2 separate regions of the Bombyx mori genome follow, and region 1 is linked to region 2. Evidence: chromatin contacts called from public Hi-C data. All regions are on one chromosome and are shown on one strand. The core of a region is the stretch at or near the end of the contact, and the rest is flanking DNA. Distances in the headings are between cores, read along the strand shown. Region 1 holds the start of LOC101745565 (rRNA-processing protein FCF1 homolog). Region 2 holds the start of Psf (PTB-associated splicing factor).

Region 1 (7,593 bases), core at 624-3,123, 940 kb before region 2:
AACAAAGTCGCTTTCTCTGCCCCTATATCTGTCTGTCCCTATTTATGCTTAAATCTTTAAAACTACGCAACGGATTTTGATGATAGATAGAGTGATTGAAGAGGAAGGTTTATGTGTATAATAACATCCATTAAATAGTGGACAAATCAATAATAAATTACAGTTTCCGAAGCAAAGCGAGGGCGGGCCGCTAGTCATTAATATAATAGTTAGCAAATTATATATTAGTCAGTATAAATTAAACACGTCACTCCCAGTAAAAGTGTAACAAAGAGAAAAGCAACTTGTTTGAACAACGACTTCTTGAAAACTTTATTCTGAATTTGGTGGAATTTTTTGCTAAGAAATTCGCAGAAATAAAAACTAAAAAATCCATTGAAATATCATTAAATTTCCATTAATAAACAGAGACAAAATTCAATTTCATCTCATTCTACGTTTTCACAATTTTATAGTAATAAGCACCTTTTTTAAGCCTTGTTTCATGATTATTCTTCATCATGTGTTGGCTTAGTTCTCTAATAGAATAGTTTATAGTCTATTCATTAACACAGATTTTCTCTTGAATTAAATGTTGCAATTTAGATTAATATCTTTCTTTTAATTTAACTTTTATTATTTGTTGTATTCAGATAAGCTAAGTCGTAAGCTATAAAATATTAAATTTCTTCGATATTCAAGAGTCGTAGATATAATTAAAACTACTTTTACGTTAATCTCCCATTTTTATTGTCCTTATAGTTATTACAGAGAGAGAGAGAGAAAAAGAATACACTTTATTGCACACCAAAACACAATTAACATTAAAAAAACTGTCAACGAGCAGACACATTTGTACAATAGGCGGCCTTATCGCTAAAAGCGACCTCTTCCAGACAACCATTTAATTTACAGAAATTTTGGAAAAGATAAAGATATAGCAGGTATATTCCTTCACCATTCTTTTAAAGCAGTAAAGTTGGAGCTCTTCTCACTGATCCGGCAGAGCATTCCACAATCGAACCGCCTAGATGGTGAATGAATTATTAAAGAATGATGAAGAATGCGCGGGCATTTTCAGTCTCAGGCTATCCGATGATCTCAAAAATTATGCGTATCACCTAGGAACACGAAATGTTCTTTGAGATATGTGGGGGTAAGAGAATACATTAAAGTAAAGAAAGTTCTGGTTTCGGTTCGGTCAGTTTCAGTCTGGCAAACAAGTTTACGTATAGATATGTTATAGATGTACAGTTTATTGTAAAACTAATTGCACTACCGATGTACTGATGGCAAAACGATGGCAATTAATAAAAAAATTTTTGGGAACAAAGCTTCAGTGTCATAAATAAATAAAAACTAGCCCTCATACAGAGTACTAGTATCAATTTTTCTAGGGCTTTTTGACACAAACGCTAGGTGCGAATTTCTGCGAATGGATTTTCTTTTGTTAATTGAGTGTTTCTTCAGCCTTCAGCGCGTAATAACGGGGGTTTATTAACTGATTAGTATCTGTGAAAGTGCATTAATGTGGAAAATTTAAAGATTCGCTGGACGTAGAAAGTGCACAAATGTGGGAAAATGTAGCAAAGCTGCTAAACGTAATTCTCGGGATCCTCCAAAAAGTCCACTGAAAAAGTCTTAGTAAGACCACCATTTTACTGAGATAATATTTCATCTCATAACGTCTCATCTCATTTCATTTCATTCCATGTTTCATAATAATCAACTTTATTTCATTTTTCTTATAAAAAGTATTTAAAAGACTAGCGGCCCGCTCCGGTCAACAAAAATTTCAATGATACTTGACGTTGTTTTATTTTTTAAATAAAAGAACATAACTGTAATGGTTAGACATAATAATATACTGTCGCGACACTTTTTGTAAATAATAATGTGTTCTACAAAGTCGTAGTACATTATTTTATTCTATCGTCAATAGTTTTCGCAGGGCACGCGATGTAAAGAATATTTTAAGTATTTTTTTTACACCTTGGGTTACATTATTGGAGTTTTAGTAAGGATCCCTAATTTTTTTTAAAGAAGATTATAGCCTATGTCACTCGGGAATAGTGTAACTTCCACACAGTAAAATAATTTTTCTAATCGGTTCAGTAGTTTCGGAGCCTATTCAATACAAACAAACAAACAAATCTTTCCTCTTTATAATATTATTAAATTAAATTAGTATAGAAGTATAGATTAGGCTGTATGGTATGATATATTTGCCTTTCCAGTTTGAAAAATAAAAATAATATTACTTTTTAAACCTAAACTTTATATGTAGATTGGAACTCCGAGTGGGAAAAGTCTTGTTTATCAAAAGGTGGACGATATCGTCGTCTTCATATCGAAATTAATTTAAAACCTTGGTTTTCTAAGTTTAATTTCCCAAAAAAAGTAACATCTACCATATCGAGATTAAGATTTGGCCATTGTAGTTTACCCAGTCATTTATCGAGAATTGGTGTCGTTGACTCAGATGCTTGTGAACATTGCAATACCAATGGAAACATCGAACATACATTATTTGAATGTGTCAAATACAAATCCAAACCACTTTATGAATTCCTTATAAAATTTCGTGCTCCTCTCCCTTGTGACTCCTACACTATACTTTCCTTTGTTGATTTCAAATATACTAAAGCTCTTATTTCTTTTCTAACCTTCCATAATATTTTATTATAATATCTTTTCTTCTTTACATTACTATATTTTACTATATGTATATATTGCCCTAGTTCCTCCTATACCGCCTATTTCTAAAGTCCCTGCTCCTATCCCTCTACACTGGAATATCATGGCAACTTGACATTTCAAGATGAAGTTACTATGTCGCCTTTGGCTGACTCGACTCTGGCTAAAATAAGCTTCCGAATGAAGTTTGATCGCCATATTGAAGAAAAAAAAAAAAAAACTTTATATGTCGTACTGTCAAAAAAACGTGGTGTTATTCATAAATCTTGATATATTTTTGGTTTATTTGTGTATTAAATATGGATATAAGAGTGTAAATTGCAATGTGCGCAGATTGTAATAATAATACTAAAATCGGAAATCCTTAGTATTGATGCATTTTGAAATAACAAATAAAATTTATAAGAATTGGGTGCACATCGTACTGTTCGTAGGGTTTATCGTTACTGTATCGGTTTGTGTCAATTAAAATAGAAGTTAAGGTTTTTGGAATACAAATATTTATAAATCATTATAATGGTAAGAACCCAAGACGTTTTCAGTAAAAAATAATGCTATTACATAAATTTGCAAACACATAGAATCATAACCTTATTATTGATTTATTTTAGGGCAAACAACGAAAAACGAGGAAAATAGTAGAGAAAAGATTTGCAAAAATGAAAAAAATGATCAACCCCAGCGACTCTCGGATAAAAAATAGCGAAAGGAGTGAACCAAAGAAGAAGAAACCTGTAGATCCTCATGTAATTAAAATACGTGAAGTCCCACAAACAAGTTCCGCACTATTCTTCCAATACAACATGCAGCTAGGACCGCCATATCATGTACTAATTGACACAAACTTCATCAACTTCTCAATAAAGAACAAACTTGATATCATACAAAATATGATGGATTGTCTTTATGCTAAATGCATACCATATATTACTGATTGTGTCCTTGGAGAATTGGAAAAACTTGGAAGAAAGTATAGAGTAGCTTTAAGGATTATCAAGGACCCACGATTTGAGAGGATAGCATGTCTTCACAAAGGTACATATGCTGATGATTGTTTAGTACAAAGAGTTACACAACATAAATGTTATATTGTAGCTACAAATGACAAAGATTTGAAACGAAGAATTAGAAAAATACCAGGTGTGCCTATAATGTATGTTGCGGAACACAAGTATACAATAGAACGAATGCCGGATGCATATGGTGCTCCAAAAGGAGCAATTTAACATTAGATATTTAATTTAATAAATATTATATTATAAATTTTTGTATTGATTCTAATGGTAATAGAATTTTTAAAATATTAGTCCACTGCTACTGCAAAGCAGCCACATATTCACAAACTCAAATGCATTTAAATGTAAGTTCAATAATGGTTCAAATTGTTATTTTTAAGCCTATATCTATATTAAACATGCAGTGCTTTGTTAGTGTTCTCTAGTGAGATTTTTTCTAACTTTACCTATCTAGAAGACTTTAATCAACATTACAGCGTTTGGCTTTGAGTGGTACAACAACCAACATACAATACAACTTAATCGTCTACTTTGTGTGTCTTAAGCATTCATGTTGTGATGTGTATAAGCCAGGTTACTTATCAATGCAATAAAATGATTTAAAAAGCCTGTAACAAACTATTACTGTCTGCTATTTCAAGGCACTGCCCATGTCTATTGGCTATGGTAATTACATATCATCATGGATTGCAAGTATCTAGTATCTCCTACCACAAAACGTAAAAACGATATATGGACTGCCTTTACAATAATGTGCCAGGCCTAACATATTTAAACAGAATGTTTAGGTCAGATAAAAGCTCAATTTGTCTATTGCATGTTAATTTATTTTTCTGAAGTAAGTTTCAGTGGTGTACATACATTTAAATCTAACATTGAAAATGTCCTTATCTAGAATACAACCAATCTGTTTCTTTTACTTTTCTGATTTAAAGTTTTTGTGAAAATATATAAAAAAAAACAGTTCATTGTTTACTCTCTGTAACAATAACAATACTATATGGTTGTATTCATTGCACCAGGAGAACCAACCACATCAATTATTTCACCAACTGGTTTCGAGTCACTGTCCACACTTGTGTTGCATATTGATGCTGGAATCGTAAGGGTCTGAAACCATGTTGTTAAGATTGTTAAACATTTAGTCATTCTAAGCAAAAAAAAAGTTAAAAACAATCACTAATTTGGCAATTACGTTAAAAGCCTATCAATTTCATATAGAAGTCACATTTTTACCTTTCCCGGGTTTAAAGCTTCATATTGGTGGCGCAAAGCTTGCAATTCAAACTCACAGGATGCTAAAGCATTTTTCAGATCTATGGACAAAGCCAGATCAGAGCGGAGCTCATTGAAATGTTTGCAGATAGGTTCAGTTGGAGTTGGTGCTATATCTGTAAATATATAAAAATGTGTAAGAAATTTTTCTTGCTTAGTACCTAGTATTTAACAGTTTGTTAGTTGTTACGTTTAATGCAGCAATACAATGCTTTTTAAAATTGATTCAAAATTAGGTGGGCAGGTGATCTTATGGCCAGTCTCATTGGTAAGTGGTTACAGGGCCCATAAATACATTCAAACGTGAATCTGACCTCCCATTTAGAGATTTTATATTCTTGGAATAATTAATCTCCCTCAACTTATATCTTTCAAGTTAAAAAGTTGGGCAAAGTAGTGCTGTAAAAATATGAATTGACTTTCATTTCTACTTTCATTATGAACATGCATTGTTAGTGCACATTGAATAATCTCAATTATATGTCTGTTAACTAAGATTATTGTAGTGTCCATGATTTCGTCCACTAATTTATATACATATAAGGCCTTTATAAGTTGTGCTGGAAAAATGACTAATTTTATGTATCACACTGACCTATGTTCATTAGTCGAAGCTCTTGTTCAATAGCTTTCGTTTTACGTTGTCCTACTCCAGGAGGCAGTTTCATGCGTTGAGAGCGTAGCCATACACCAGTTCCTCGAGCCTCCGGAAACTTTATTCCTGACCACTCCACTGTCTGTTCAATACAACGTCGTACATAGATTATAATATATAATACTGCCACTGTTAAATTATAACTAGGCAGTTGGTTGTTTGTGGTTCAGATATTTATCAAAGCTCATTTATATAATGTATTATTAATTGACAAAACATTAATTATATTCTTAAAACGTAATATTGTGATGAACACAGATATGTTTTGGTATTTAGTGCATAGAAAAGTTAAAGAGTATATGGCCTACCTGGTGTCAAATTGTTACCCAGCACATAAAGACCACAACTTTTAGGCCACCTTCCATCTTAAGATATGCAGTTTAAATTGTACAGTATAACAGCTTTCCTATAAATTGTTAACTAAGTAAAATTACCACATTTTCCACAGCACGCATGGGTCTTTGCTGTGTGGTTATCTTCTTCTTATGTAATTTCCGATCATGCCTCCTCATGTTGGCAGCCATGCTTGAAGGTGTTCCTGGGGGCTCTGTGTTATGGTTTGTCGGAGTTGATGGGGTAATAGTGCCGCTGTCTGCTCTTGATATAAGTTTCTGTAAATCTTGAGTTTTCCTTTCCCTTTCCCGTTTCCTGGCTTCGATCTTTTTCAGTTCAGCTAGCAGCATTTGCTCTTCATCGATCTTTGAACATAAGATACTAAACGGTTTCATTTGGTATTGACTAACTTAACTAGTAGATATGAAATTGTGAGGCAAATTGCATTAAATTAATTTTTCCAATTATTCCAATATTATTATGGGGTTATGTGTTTGTATATAATATATTTGAGAAATGACCTGTTCTTGAGTGCGATCAAATAGTCTTCGCAGTTGTTCCTTTCTCTTTCGTTCATGTTCAGCATCGTAATGATAGACGCGTTTTTCGCCATTCACCATTGTAACTGTGTTTGACCAGGGATTAGTCTTAACCTGAAACATGTTTTAGTATCTGCAAAATTATGTTTAATTTCTTTAATGATAAGATTTAGTTTTGGCTGCGGCCATCTTGTACCACTCATATTTTAAATGGCATTTATTATTGAACATATAACTTGACATACATTGATGGATTATTATGGTTGTGACAATTAACATTTTGGTGACAGATCTGTTTAAGACCAGTCCTCCAGTGTGCCAGTTATTAAAAAAAAAAAACCAAATAATAATACTCACCTTACTCAGAATAGAGCAGATATTATAATAACGTTCCTTCAAATCTTCTACACTTCGATCTCTGAATGCAGCCCTGTCCCATCGATCATGTATTACAATAAATCGCAAATCAAAACGTTGGCATAAATCCATCAGATGATCAGTTTCTGCTTGACTCCAATCTTCAGATTTTAAGTATTGGTTATATTCGGACTCGGAATAAGATGGTATTGACACTTGCTATAAAAAATAATAATGATATTTTTACCTTTTTCAATCTTGCTCAGAATTCATTAATATGTGTATTTTCATTTAATTTGTCTTAATTTATTTGTAATTTTATGTCACTGCATAGAGCAGAGTAGAAAGTGACTTCATAATAGTAAAACTCAACTTTGACAGTCAACCCCAACTCACTGTGGCTCAATCTCTAGAATTGAGATGAGTCGTCTATTATCAAAGGTGGCAATCTGTGCATTTGGACAAAAAAATGTTATTGATATGTCAATACAGATTGATTTGAATATAATCATCTCTTTCAAAGAATACGGTTCAAAACCTGCATTAAATAAAAGTTAATACTTAACCTGTTATTTATCTAAGATGTCGTTCAGAAGAGTTTTGTGACTGCCAATGGAATACAAAGTCAATAATTCGTTTTTCTGATTTACCAATAATTTTCCAAAAGTCACATTGCCGGCTTTGATAATAGGCGACTCAGATATGACATTTTGCATTGAAAGTTTTTATTTCTTTGAATAAA
Region 2 (7,342 bases), core at 927-3,426:
AGGTAGGCAAATCAAATGAATAATATTTACTTAGGTAATAAGTACATATATACATAATATAGGTATGGTACGGGTATATACCAGTGAAGTATATGGGCTCAGTGAATTTAGCCTCCCTTTTTTTATTTTCGGTTTTTTTTTTTTTTTTATTATGTTTTCGTCGTTTGTTCGTTAATGCTCGAATGTAAAAAATGTTTGTTCGTCTTTTATTTATTTATAATTAATTAAACAAATGATCACCGTCAAGTTGGCCCCCTTTACTAGATATCTTTATTTTTATCATTCAGATTAATTAATTTTGATCAATTATCGTTTGTTCGATAATTATTGGTGATTGTTCGATCATAAAAGCAATTAAATTCTCAATTATTAATTATTTTATATCTAATAAGCCAACGATCACCTCAGACCACCTTTATTTATTTTCGGATTTTTTAAATTTTTAATTATTTGTTCGTCGTTTGTTCGTTAATGTTCAAATGTAAAAACTGTTTGTTCGTCTTTTATTTATTTATAATTAAAAAATTATCTTCAAATTAGCTTCAAAAAATTAGCAAAAATTAGCTTCAAAAATTATACTTGAGGTCCTTTGCAACACCTATCAATAAAAATTAGTTTTACCTAAAATGAAGTTATGGCAGAGCTCGTAAGTTTTTTTTAAATTTTGACTAATGAGGCCGCATTGAAATTGCGGATATTTCCGAAAAGGATCAATTTACATTATAGTCGAAAAAGTCGATTTTTAAGTAATGATCGATTTTTATTGAAAAATTTGAACTTTTATGTGTGTGGAAAACAAATACGTACGGGACGGTAATTCACGTTACACAAGGATTATCCTATTAGTGTGCCTCTAAACTAATATAATATCAATTACAGATCATTTTCAGTTGCAAAGAAAACTTTTTTGATTTATTTTTCTTTATTCAAATTCCGAAATCTGAAGCTATCGACTTTGTAAATAATAGGTGAAAAACGTTATTATTAGATTGCCTACGTGCGTTCAATTTAAAATAAATTCTTAAATTTAAACGAGTGTAACAAGAAAGACTTCACAATGACCACTCATCAACAACAAAACTGTTGGACGGTTGAGGGGACAGTTCTAGAGGTGAGGGGCTGTTAAAAAACACTCTGCTTCATGGTTAATATAATTATATTGCTGATACTTTGTATACTATTACATCACTACAATATTTTATTTTTATAAAACCCTAACACCGGTCACTAACATGCGCACGAATACGCAAACCCGCAAGTGTAGGACGACATTTGCAAATGATTATGCAAAGTTTTCGCTACATTCGTGGTTTTCCAAGCTGTGTCGGTTTTTTAACAGACATCAAAGCGCGCGAACCGCGAACCTTCGCGTAGTCTCCCACACATTCGTTTGCCCTGTTGCGCCGACGATTGCGAATGTAACGGACGTATCGCCATTTTCATAGATCGTGACGTCTACTGTGTAGCGTATCTTCATCAAAAGAAATCCCATAAAAACAGCATGGCTGTTAATGATGTCTGAGAAAGAATTCAAAACTCTTTTTCTCTTCAATGTTCTATTGACGAATTAAAAAGGAGGAGAAATTCGTGAGACATTCGTAAACAAGTGTAGGAGGAAGCGCAAACGGGTTCGCAAATTGAGTATGCGAACCCATTTGCACAGCTGCTAAGTTTGCGAATGAATGTTTGACATGCGCGCAAACATTCGTACATTGTACGAATATTTGCCCGCATGTGAGTGGCCGGCATAAGATGTTGCACTGTCCGTGTCTAGATGAGAACTCATTGTCCTCACTGAAGAGAAGACAATCATCTGCTTTATACATATAATTAAGCGATCCAATATTCGAAAACTGTTACTTCACATGTGACAAGTGTTGCCTACCATTACTTACATATTCAAACTCCAATAAAAACAATTAAAAAGAGGAATTAATTAAAAATTACCTAAAATAATTATATTTTTATGTTTGATTTTTATGGTTGCGTTTCATCCGAAACAGTAAAGATGAAAGTTTGATCATCGACTAGTTGATATCGATTCCATGGCTTTTATCGATTTTGATAAATCGATATGAGATTGACATTCCTAAGCCGGATACGGATTTAGATACATACTTGGTCCGACATTTTAAGATATCACGGTTGTCCGCTCTTTCGTACAACTAACGCCAGCGACGCCATAGCTTTTCCTCGTGCGTGGATTAGTTGAACGTGAATAAATATTAACGTAAAAATAACAATATCAAAACAAGAAAGTCCTTGTGCGTAGGTAAGTTTGTTTAAGTTAGTGTATTTTAAAATTAATTATGCTGCTAATAAATGTACGCGGACAACTAACTTTTACGATGTTGTAGAATGCAAATGCAAGCCATGAATAACTTCGGCAATCAAAGAGGATTTGGTGGACCACCGCAACCTCAACGGCAAGGAGGTCGTCGTGGTAATAACAGAGGATTTCGTAATTCGAGATTTGAGCATAATAGACCTCAACAGGGACAAGGAGGTCAACGGCCTAGTAATGAGGTGAGTAATAAAAGTACCGTTATTTTTATATAAACGCAATAATTAGGAATAGTCTTCTATTTAATAATGATATGTTTGGTTTTTTGACTATTCTTTAAAAGCTTCAAGTGTTTTGTGGTTGATTGAAATTTCTATAAAGTAATTCATGCCCGCCATTTTGTAGTTGCCTTACTAAGAACTCGGCTTCGCTTAGAATAATGTTTGTCTATTTTTAATAAATAAATAAAAATTCTAATAGAAAGTGGCTTTCGATAAAAACTCTTCATTACTGATGTTCTCCATTACCAAATTATATCAAACTAAATTTCACAATTAGTACATAGTAGTGAGTTTGAACGTCATCATTGTATTTCTAGTAGGTAACTATGAAGGTATCTACTATTGATGAATAACATCGCTGAATCATCAAACTCTACAAATTGATAATTATATAGTAAGAATTTGACAAGTACGAATTTATGGTATCTACAAAAAGATAAATACCTATTCTAAAAAAGATATCCTAAAAATTGAAATTAAATTTCATTAATGAGTCGAAAGGACTGTACCTAAATAAATATTCAATACAATTATAAATACTTCAAATTTTAAAATTGTTTTTTTTAAAACCATTGGCTTTATATATCATTATGCACAAACAATAAAAAATAACATTGGCCTGTCTGAATTTTAATCCCACACTATCAAAGTATAGTAGGTATAATATGAGTGAAGAATTCAGGATTACAATTTGGATTATTCCTTGTTCAGTATTCATTAGCTACTGATTTGTAAGTAAATATTTTTAAATGATAAACAGGCTTTCAAACTTAATTTGACCACATGTCCACTTTGAAATAATATTCTGGGGACACTAGTTTATGGTATTAAAATAACTTATCTTAGAATTTTCAAATACATCATCATCATCATTCTTTTCTATTTCCCTCTGCTGGGGTGTAGGGCTCGAATCAAATCCGTCCATTTTTATCGGTCTTGGGCAGTCTGTTCTAGCTCCTCTCACGTCATGCCTAAGACACCTAACTCTTGCTCCACCGAGCGACGCCAAGTTGTTACATTACAAAAATTATACTAAAAGCATGATGATAATAAAAACATATAGAATAAATTAGGGATCTGAGAGTTAAGTTTATTTAATGAAAAGTGATGTTTATTTGAACTTTTTTAATATCGGGTTTGCATTTGTTATCTTTAATGCTAACTTTCACTGTATAATTCTGCACATTTTTAAAATAAAGTTTAATACATTGTAACAGCTAAATGACTGAAAACCCAGTTACATAATAATTTTTAAGTGTTAAATGTTCTTTGGAACCCTTGTCATCAAAGTATGGCACCACCCAACATGTACTGTAATGTTAATGTCACAATTGAAATTGTATAACAGTTGTACTGCCCTTCAAAAGATACTGAAAAGTTTCCTAGCCCTATCTCCCCTAAATGAAGATTAGCAATCACCATATGCCGGCATTCTCATTATTTTCTGAGCCTTTTTCTATACAGGAAGAGATTGGTGTTTCTATTCTAGGCGTCATAGACACCATTACAGATAAAACATTACCCACCATTACAGATAGAATTGTATGCACTTTCATTAGTATAAAGGCAGTTGTAAATTGTATTGACCTTATGACCTATGTATTGGTATGACTTATGTAGGTAGGTAGGTTTGTATGTCATTAAATGTTGCATTTACATTTGAAAATAAACTAGTAGGTATTTAAAATAAAAAAGTAATAAAAATAATAATAGAATGAAATAGAGTATCTAAATGTGTTATACCTATAAAACTTTATTTTTATTGGCATCTCATTTGATCCGGTTCAAAACATCAATTTACCAAACCATGTTTTTTATTTAAGTTAAATTTTTATTAAAATTTAGATTAAGTGACACAGTCACAGAACAGATAAAACCTGTATCTTTATTTTTAGAAGGCAACATCACAATCGAATCAGCCTGCTGAGAAATCTAATCAACAGCAGCAGCAGCAAAACCAACCTAAACAGCAATCGTCTAGGCCACAGCAAAAAATGGAAACTACAAATGTACCACAATCCACCAATCAACAACAACAGAGCCAACAACAACCACAACAACAGCAACAAATACCACAACAACAGCAGAAACAGATGCAACAACAACAACAGCAGAAACCTGTTAATGCTCCTGCAAAATCGGAACCTCAAGAAAATACTGACAAACCGAAATTTGAACCAAATAACCAGAACCAACAAATTAATCAACATAACAATCTAAACACGCAGCAACAAAAGGTATTTTTGTTTTAAAAATACATTTTTAGTGTTCATGAATTTATTTTGTTTGAGTGTAGTGTATATATATATAATAATATATGAGTACTGGACTCTGAACTTGTGGCAGGCAGCAATCTCAGTTATACTGTAAAATGACTCCCACCGTTTAAACCTGTATTACTCATTTTTTTAAATATTAGCATACAAACTCAATGATGTATGTTTTGCAGTTACTATGCTCAATAGAAACTATAATGTGAATGCTTACATTCAGTGTTATAAAGTATTCAGGTTGTAAATAGATAAAACACTGATTGATACTCATAATATTCCATAAGACCATTCCCTTGTTTGCATAAAATTTTTTTAGGAAATTGGAGGTCACTACTAAATTAAGGAAATTATCACTACAGATACACAAGCAGGTGAAGGTTGGCTTTGCACTCTCTTAATTTCTGATGAATAATGAACTTATCATGTTAGATTTTCTGGCCATGCATTACTTGTCATTTATTTAATAGTTTTTTTTTTTTTTTATTAGAATATTAATGGAAACTTCGGTGGACCTAATAAACAAGGAGGATCCTGGAACCATGGTGGTGGACCTGGGAACAAACAAGGAAACAAACCCTTTGGTTCTAAGTCTTCTGGTGGTCCACTTGGGTCTGGTGGTACTGGTCCAGCTCGCAATCAACAGCGTAATAGCAACATGCGGGGACCCCCAGGGCAGGATAACATGAAGCCTGCCCAAAGAGAGGTTTGTTCCTGCCAAAGGAGTATAAGCATATTAAATAAATGAGAAAAAATATATTCAAAGATGTATTTATTTGCAGGAAATTATTTTATCTAATAAACTCAAGGATTTGCAAGGACCTCTGTTTGACTTGCCACCAATGGAACAATCAGAAGTGAAGTTTAATGGGAGAAGCAGATTATACATAGGCAATTTAACAAATGATGTGACTGAAGAGGAAATTATGAAGATGTTTAGTCCCTTTGGAGAAGCTTCTGAATTATTCTTGAACAAAGAAAAGAACTTTGGATTCATTAAAATGGTAAAAAAGAACCCCTTTATATATATGTATTTTTTATTGTCTCTGGTTTAATGGGCTGAATATCCACTGAACATGTATTGTGATTGTTGTGTGAGTGATTGAACTATACTAGTGTTCGTGTCCATCTTGCCCATGTACCGTTTTACTAAACCTGTAACAAAAAATATTCATGAACAATCAAGGATAATAATAGAAATGAAATGATAGTAGAAAGGCAAAAAAAAATGTTAGTATGTAATTCTGGTGTTATTTTCTGCACCCACATGGATTGGATTGAATCCAATCTATTCCTGCAAAGTGGTCATCTGTTTGAGGGGTGTGATAGTTTTTAACATGTCCTAAAGTAGGTGACAAGTTTTATGTGGTGATGCTGTTGGCTGAAGTGGTCATGCAAATCCAGTGCGCATTTAAAGTAAAAAAAATGAAGGATAACAATACTTTTTTGTTTATAGTAGTCTAAACTTCTTTTGTAGGATTATAGAGTTAATGCAGAGAGAGCAAAACGTGAATTGGATGGAAAATTGAGGAACAGTAGAACCCTGAGAGTAAGGTTTGCACCACACAATAGTGCAGTGCGTGTAAAAAACCTTCCGCCATTTGTTTCAAATGAGCTATTATATCGTTCATTTGAAATATTTGGAAAAATTGAGAGGGCTTATGTAAAAGTTGATGAAAGAGGAAAAACTCTAGGAGAAGGTGTTGTAGAATTTGCACGCAAACCAAGTGCCTTATCTGCAATTCGTAACTGCACAGAAAAATGTTTCTTCTTGACATCGTGAGTATAGGAAACATTTTTAATAACAAGAAAAAACTTAAAGTGCTGATTTAATCAATGATTATTAATTGACCATTGTCTTAACTTAGATCCCTACGCCCAGTCATTGTTGAAAGCTTTGAAGAACCCGATGAATTCGATGGATATCCTGAAAAGAATCTTCCCAAGAAACATCCAGAATTTACGAAAGCTCGTGAGGTATTTACAAGTGTTATTGTATGATATGAAAACTATTTAGTTTAATAAATAAAATTAACAATAGGTTTTCATTTTAGCTTGGACCACGTTTCTCAGAGTTAAATAGTTTCGAACATGAATATGGAACTAGATGGAAGCAACTGCATGAACTTCATCGTCAGAAAGAAGAGGCGCTGAAGAAAGAGCTTGCTGCTGAAGAAGAAAAACTTGAGGCACAAATGGAGTATGCCAAGTAAGTCCAGTATTTAAAAAAAAAAAAAAAAATCATCTCGTTTGGAATATTGATGCTGGGAGATTATGAGATTATTTTATAAAATGAGCGAAAAGTTCATTAATGTAAGCGATTTATCATACGATGTTTTTATTTTTTATTTGTTTAGATTGGTGGACGAGCTCACAGAGTCCACCTGGTGTTAAGTGGTTACTAGAACCCATAGACATCTACAACGTAAATGCGCCACCCACTTTGAGATATAAGTTCTAAGATCTCAGTATAGTTACATCAGCGGCCCCACCCTTCAAACCGAAAC

Evidence for each region. A called contact is a pair of places that touch in the nucleus more often than the background predicts.
Region 1: a contact with region 2 is called in a Hi-C map of middle silk gland, with 2.4 times the contacts expected there. The contact joins the promoter of LOC101745565 here to the promoter of Psf in region 2. A contact is called at or near these places in 2 of 7 Hi-C or Micro-C datasets (middle silk gland and posterior silk gland).

Annotation. Positions count from the first base shown.
Region 1 is chr12:12,456,135-12,463,727 of ASM3026992v2, reverse strand. It overlaps LOC101745565 (rRNA-processing protein FCF1 homolog), which reads left to right and starts at 1,873. Exons shown (of 2, transcript XM_062671568.1): 1 at 1,873-1,996; 2 at 3,288-3,939. The coding sequence starts at 3,336. The coding sequence ends at 3,902. It overlaps LOC101745231 (DNA methyltransferase 1-associated protein 1), which reads right to left. Exons shown (of 8, transcript XM_004926497.5): 3 at 6,852-7,070; 4 at 6,477-6,608; 5 at 6,057-6,320; 6 at 5,563-5,704; 7 at 4,929-5,083; 8 at 4,498-4,802. The coding sequence ends at 4,689.
Region 2 is chr12:11,517,839-11,525,180 of ASM3026992v2, reverse strand. Psf (PTB-associated splicing factor) reads left to right here and starts at 2,176. Exons shown (of 11, transcript NM_001043943.2): 1 at 2,176-2,272; 2 at 2,358-2,526; 3 at 4,461-4,802; 4 at 5,326-5,541; 5 at 5,618-5,839; 6 at 6,313-6,614; 7 at 6,704-6,812; 8 at 6,890-7,044. The coding sequence starts at 2,359. It overlaps LOC101742198 (DNA repair endonuclease XPF), which reads right to left and starts at 92. Exons shown (of 15, transcript XM_038014509.2): 1 at 1-92.